Regions from separate parts of the Sus scrofa genome. Here region 2 is linked to region 1. Evidence: chromatin contacts called from public promoter capture Hi-C data. All regions are on one chromosome and are shown on one strand. Each heading gives the region's core, a stretch centred on a gene start, on an enhancer-like site or on the middle of the called end of the contact. The rest is flanking DNA. Distances are from core to core; before and after follow the strand shown.

Region 1 (2,734 bases), core at 117-2,616:
CTGGCCTAGCTCAATGGGTTAAGGATCTGGCATTGCCCTGGGGTAGGCCACAGACACCACTAGGATCCTGAGTGGCTGTGGCTGTGGTGTAGGCTGGAAGCTGCAGCTCCAATTGGACCCCTAGCCTGGAAACTTCCATATGCCCTAAAAAGCCAAAGAAAAAAAACCAAAACAAAAACCAACAACCAGCTAGACACTAAAGAACATATTATATGGTTCCATTTACAAAAGGCTCATAAATAGACAAAACTAATCTATGGTGTTAGAAATCAAGAAAGAGATAAACTTTGGGGAAGATACGGGATGATGATTGGGAGTGTTCTCCAGAAAGGTCTTCGGAGAAGATGCGTGAATTTTGGCTCCTGATTTGAACGGTGGTTAAAAGATGTGTTTACTCAATAATACATCGACTATTTAGAACTTATGATTTGTGTACTGTATCTTCTTGTATACTGTATCTTCTTGTATATATGTTAAATTCCAAAAGGAAAAGTATAAAGGAAATTACATTTATTTGTCAACTGGAATATAAGCTCCAGGTAAGCAGGGATCCTCCTATCTTAGTCGTTGCAGGGGCTTAGAACAAAGTTGGCAGAAAGCAGGTACCCAAAAATACATGCTGAATGGAAATCTTCGTGAGTCCTTTGTGGTTAAAGATACTATTGAGGCTTTTAGGCAATCTCCTATCCTTGAACCGTAAAAAGGGTACTTTATTACGTTTCCCTTATGTAAAGCAAAATACTTTTTTTTTTAAACTTCCTAACCCATTCTCGAACCACGGAATTGCCACGCAGGCGACAGAAGAGTTTTCAGTCCTACTTTGCCCCGAGGGGGAGTCCAGACAGAAAAGTCGGCCGTCCACCTCCCAGGGCCGAATTTGTTCCTTTTAGTCTGAAAGGTCCTTCCCTCAGGGTGGACACCACACCCAGGGAGTGCAGCTACTCCAGGGGAGCAGGTGTCGCCAAAGGGACCCTTCCGGATGGCGCTCTCCCCTTCCCCGGCGGGCCCCACCCTCAGGGACCCTAGGAACGAGGCTGCCAAGCCGCTCCAGTCCAGGGTCGCACCACCGTCACCACGTCCCTCACCTGACCCCCATGCGAGCCTGCGGGCTGGGCTGGGGAGGCCTAGCGCGCCGTTCTCTGAGTGGAATGGGGCCAATAATCCGCTGGCCAGCCCCCAGACCCTCCGAACCTCGACCCGGCGCTCCAGAGCCCCAAGAACCGACCTCTTACCCTGCAGAGCGCTGAACCTGGGAATTCGCGCCGCAGCGGGTGGGAAGGCGCCTGCGCGCTCGCCCCCGCGGCGGAGTGCCCTGTTGGCCTTCCTTCTGCGTCCGCGTGCTCGCGCGCCGCCCGCGCGCCCGCCGCGGGAGCGAGCCCGTCGAGCGTGAGGGGAGGGGCGGGGAAAAGGCGTGGTGAGGAAGTAGGCAGCTTCGGAGGCGGTACTGCAGCGGCTGGAACCCGAGAGGCCTGGCGGCCCGGGTGAGGCTTGGGGCAGGTGGAAAGCCCCTTGCTCTTCTTTCCTGGGATCGCGGCCAAGGCCGGAGCGGCTGCTTAGTCCACGGATTCCTGTCAGGGGCGCGTCTTGGCTCGCTTCATAGAGTGGACAGCCCTTGGCTAGTCCGCACCAATGAGTGGGAGATCGTCCTCTGGGCCAGTGCCCTCGAGGTGCCAGAAAGCCAACCTGCTTCACTATCTTCAAGCTACATGCCTGCGAAGAAGGTATTAAGCTGAGAAGTCGCTTCATAAGAGAAATGGTATTGAACGTCCAAGCATTCTCCGGAGCCTGTAAGTGATGCAGAAGAACAGCCCTGCCTGCTCTCCAGTGCATCACACGTTCTGCATCAGGCAGCTTGAATCACCTGTCCCCAAACTTGCAGGTAATAACCGCATTCCCGGAAGTTCCCATGTGGAACAGCGGGTTAAGGATCTGGCGTTTCCACAGCTATGGCGCAGGTCCTAACTGCTGCACAGGTTTGATCCCTGGCCTGGGAACTTCTACATGCCACGAGTGCGGCCAAAAACAAAACAAAACAAACAAAAACACCACATTCCCTTCTAGTGAGAGAATGCCCTAACCTCCCCTCCCCCTTCTGAATCCTGTATAAATCAATCCCTCTAATTTATAATTCATAGATATCAGCAAATGTTTGGCCATGACTATGGCTTTATTCTAAGTGGATCTGAACAACTCTCTGGATCTTGGTTTCTTCATCTGTGAAATGAATGAGTGGGCTAGGTAAACTTCCAAATCTAAAATTTTATACTACGCTGGCCCTGGAAATATGGAAAACTATGGCCAAGCCCCTGTTCTCAACAGATTTCATTCTCATTGGAAAGACATTTTCATGGAGAAAAGGATAGAACGAAACAGATGCTGAACGTCAGATTACTGGTATATGCACTAAGTCCTGTAGGAGTTCAAAGAAGAGGGTTCACTGTAAACCAAAAACTATCAGGAAATGCTTTCCCTGGAGAAATCACATGAGCTTTGAAGGAAAGCCTGGCTTACATAAGCCAGGAAAATGGGAGTAGGACTGCAGACAAAGGAAGTGTTTCAAGCCAGAGTTGTGGCAGTTGGAAAGTGCTAAACATTTCCTCTAGTTTAGATGGTGGGTGAAGAAGCTGGAAAGGACTAATTGTGGAGAGTTTGGAATACCAGGTTGTGGTGTTCAGAATTTATTCAGTGATCACTAAGAGGCCATTGAATGACTTAGTGCATAATGACTTTTAGC
Region 2 (2,700 bases), core at 75-2,574, 870 kb after region 1:
AGTGTGAACACTAAGTCCTATTCGTCTTAAGCGGCCTCCTTCACAAGGTGGTACGACTTAATTGCAACTTTCCACGAAAAACGTAACATAAGGAGAACATTCCCAACAAAGGTTTAAGACACGTGGCATTCTAAATACTTGTTAAAAAAAAAAGAAGTAAAAGTTTAAACTGCGCGGTAAAATGCAGCAATCCCGACCCAGGACAACGCGAGCGAAAACATTCCTTGGCGCTACCCCGCACTCTCTAGGAACGGAAAGGAAAGCGAAAAGACGGGATGGGGTCTGTGCCCGTGCCCGTGAGGACGCCACGGGCCCGGCGGGAGGCGTCTTGAAGCAGGACCGCAGCTCCGGGACCCTCGCCCGCGGAGCTGGCCTATTTACGCCCGGCCCGCACCTGCCTTGAGTCCCCGGCGGCGGCAGGAGGGCGCCCCGCCCGCTGCACGGAGCTCGGCGGCGGCGCTGCACCCACGAAGCCGAGGTCCTCCCCGCGGCCCCCTCGGGCGCCGGCCCCACCTCCACAGGCCCTCCTTACCTGGTCATGGCCCAAAGCGAGGTCCGCGGCGGTGACGCCGACAAGTCCAACCAGGCCGAGCGTGGGTGCCACAGGTGAGCCCCTGCCCCGAGCCCGCGGGGGCCCCCCGACCCAAGGAAAAGCTGGTCGGATCGCCCTCCCCGCGGGGGAGTGACCATTCGCTCTGAAGAGCGGGAACCCGGGCTGCCGCTCGGTCCTGCCCGGCGCCCGCACCAACTACATCCCCGGAGCGGCGCCCGCCCGCGCCCGCCCCCGCCCCGGGACGGCAAGGAGCGCCAGAAGCAGCTCCGCTCGCCCGGCGTCCTAACCGCTAGGGTCTTCCTCACTCCACCACCGACGGGAACTTGGCGCGTTTTCCTCAGTCTCAGGACCCCCGTGTTTTAGCCTCCGCCCGCGCCAGCGCTGCGATTGGAAGTGGTGTCCTGCGAAAGTGCCGGTTCTAGTCTCCACGCGGTGGAGACGCGAAAGGCCAGAGCCGCCTCGAGACCGCCACTCGCCCCTTGGCCCGCACGGGCTCCGGAACCAGCTGGAACGGTAGTTGCCTCAAGCTCGTAACGGGTTCTGCAGTTTCAAACAGCGCAGGCAGCGTCACGGGCAGCTCGCGCGGGTCCTCGCTGAGGGCGCGCGCTTAGGAGCGAGAGGCCTGGCTGGCGGGCTCCAGCCTCACACCCTTTTTTTTTTTTTTTTTTTTAACCATTCGTGCGCGAGAGTTGAGGGGAAAGCGTACGGGTCGGGAAACAGGACAGAGAGGTGGGATGGACTCCCTGCTCGGGAAGGAGCCGCCAGGTGCTCAAATCCACCAATCCGTAATGAACAATCCCCCGTGCCGCCTAAGAGGAGCCAATCAAAAGTACCTAGACAAAAGCGAACTGGGTGGGCGGGGAAAGGCAGTCCACCCAATACAAAAAAAAGACAGGAGGGCTTCAGCCAATCATTGTTGGCCATAGAGAGTGTTCTTCAGACGCCGTTCTCCTCCCGCTCTCATTGGCGCTCGAGTGCGCGCTTTCGCTGCCGACTGTTAAATCTTGGTCTGCGTTTTGTGAATCCCAGAAGGTGGGACGCCAGCGAGGGTGCGGTTTCCGGAGAGGGGCCCTCACAATAAGTCCCGCCTCCGTTTCATGCGTACACACTCGGGCGGGGTTACTCGGGAGATTAGTTTCGGAAAATGGCTGACCGCCTCGCTTGCTGCTGTGCGCCCGAATCGCAGCCCCAGCCCCCGGGCCATCCAGTAAAATAATTGCCGCCATGAAAAATAGTAAATTCTCAACCGAACGGTGCAGAGCCGAGGCTCCTTCCTCAGCCCTTCCACGCGTTATTTTCTCCTCTTTACCCTTTCCCCTCCCCACCGACGTCTCTTGTTGTCTCCGGACGACGAGGAGACTAAAGAGCATTCTTAACGCCCGGCTCTGGCTGGGGGAGCTTCGAGGGGTTCTTGCGCGAGGCCTTACTAATGGGCTCAAAACACGGCAAGGCAGGCCTTTCCATAGCTTCTGCTTCCGTCCCTGTTTGTATGCCTACCTCGGAGGCGAGGTGATCTCACAAAGCAAGTGGAAAACAGGATAAGTTCAGTGCAAATTCATTTAACTAAGCCTGTTTTTAGGTGCTTGATGTGCCAGGCACTTTTCCAGGCGCCAGGGATACGGCGCGAATGAACATTAACTGCTCCAAAGGGGCTTTCCCTTCTAGGCAGGGTAAATGCAAAGCTAAAATGAGATAAAATAATATGAGTGATAGGAGAGGAAATAAGGAGGGTGCTGTTCTAGGTACCACAGTCAGACATTTGAGTAGAAAACTAAATGAAGACACAGCCAGCCTTGGCCGAATCTGAGGGAGGAATGGTCCCAGCAAGGAGAAAGGTAAGTTATAAAAGTCTTCAGGCACTTGGCGTTCTGGAAAGAAGGCAGGGAGGCCAAGGAGCTTAGAGCGCAGTGAACTTAAGTGCGGAAGATTGTGGGACGTGAGATCGGCGACACTGGGCAGGGCTCTGGTTAGGTAAGGAGACGGGAATCACTTGACGGTTTGAAGCTGGGGAGTGGCGTGATCGGTTAAGTGACTGCTCGTGGTGGACAGACTGCTGACCTTCAAAACTGCAAGCTGGAAGGTCACCTAGGAGGCTATTTCTGCTGCCCAGGGAAAAAATTATGGGGGCTTGGGATAAGGTAGTAGCA

What was found. Promoter capture Hi-C pulls out the DNA fragments that hold promoters and counts their contacts.
Region 2: a promoter capture Hi-C map of liver shows a contact between it and region 1, with 6 times the contacts expected there. The contact joins the promoter of USP1 here to the promoter of ALG6 in region 1. A contact is called at or near these places in 2 of 5 promoter capture datasets (fetal liver and liver), 1 of 47 Hi-C or Micro-C datasets (heart right ventricle) and 2 of 2 datasets of contacts at active chromatin or transcription factors (alveolar macrophages and skeletal muscle).

What each region holds. Positions count from the first base shown.
Region 1 is chr6:149,111,340-149,114,073 of Sscrofa11.1, forward strand. It overlaps ALG6 (dolichyl pyrophosphate Man9GlcNAc2 alpha-1,3-glucosyltransferase), which reads right to left and starts at 1,367. Exons shown (of 18, transcript XR_002345161.1): 1 at 1,233-1,367.
Region 2 is chr6:149,984,622-149,987,321 of Sscrofa11.1, forward strand. USP1 (ubiquitin carboxyl-terminal hydrolase 1) reads right to left here and starts at 1,325. Exons shown (of 9, transcript XM_021096553.1): 1 at 533-1,325.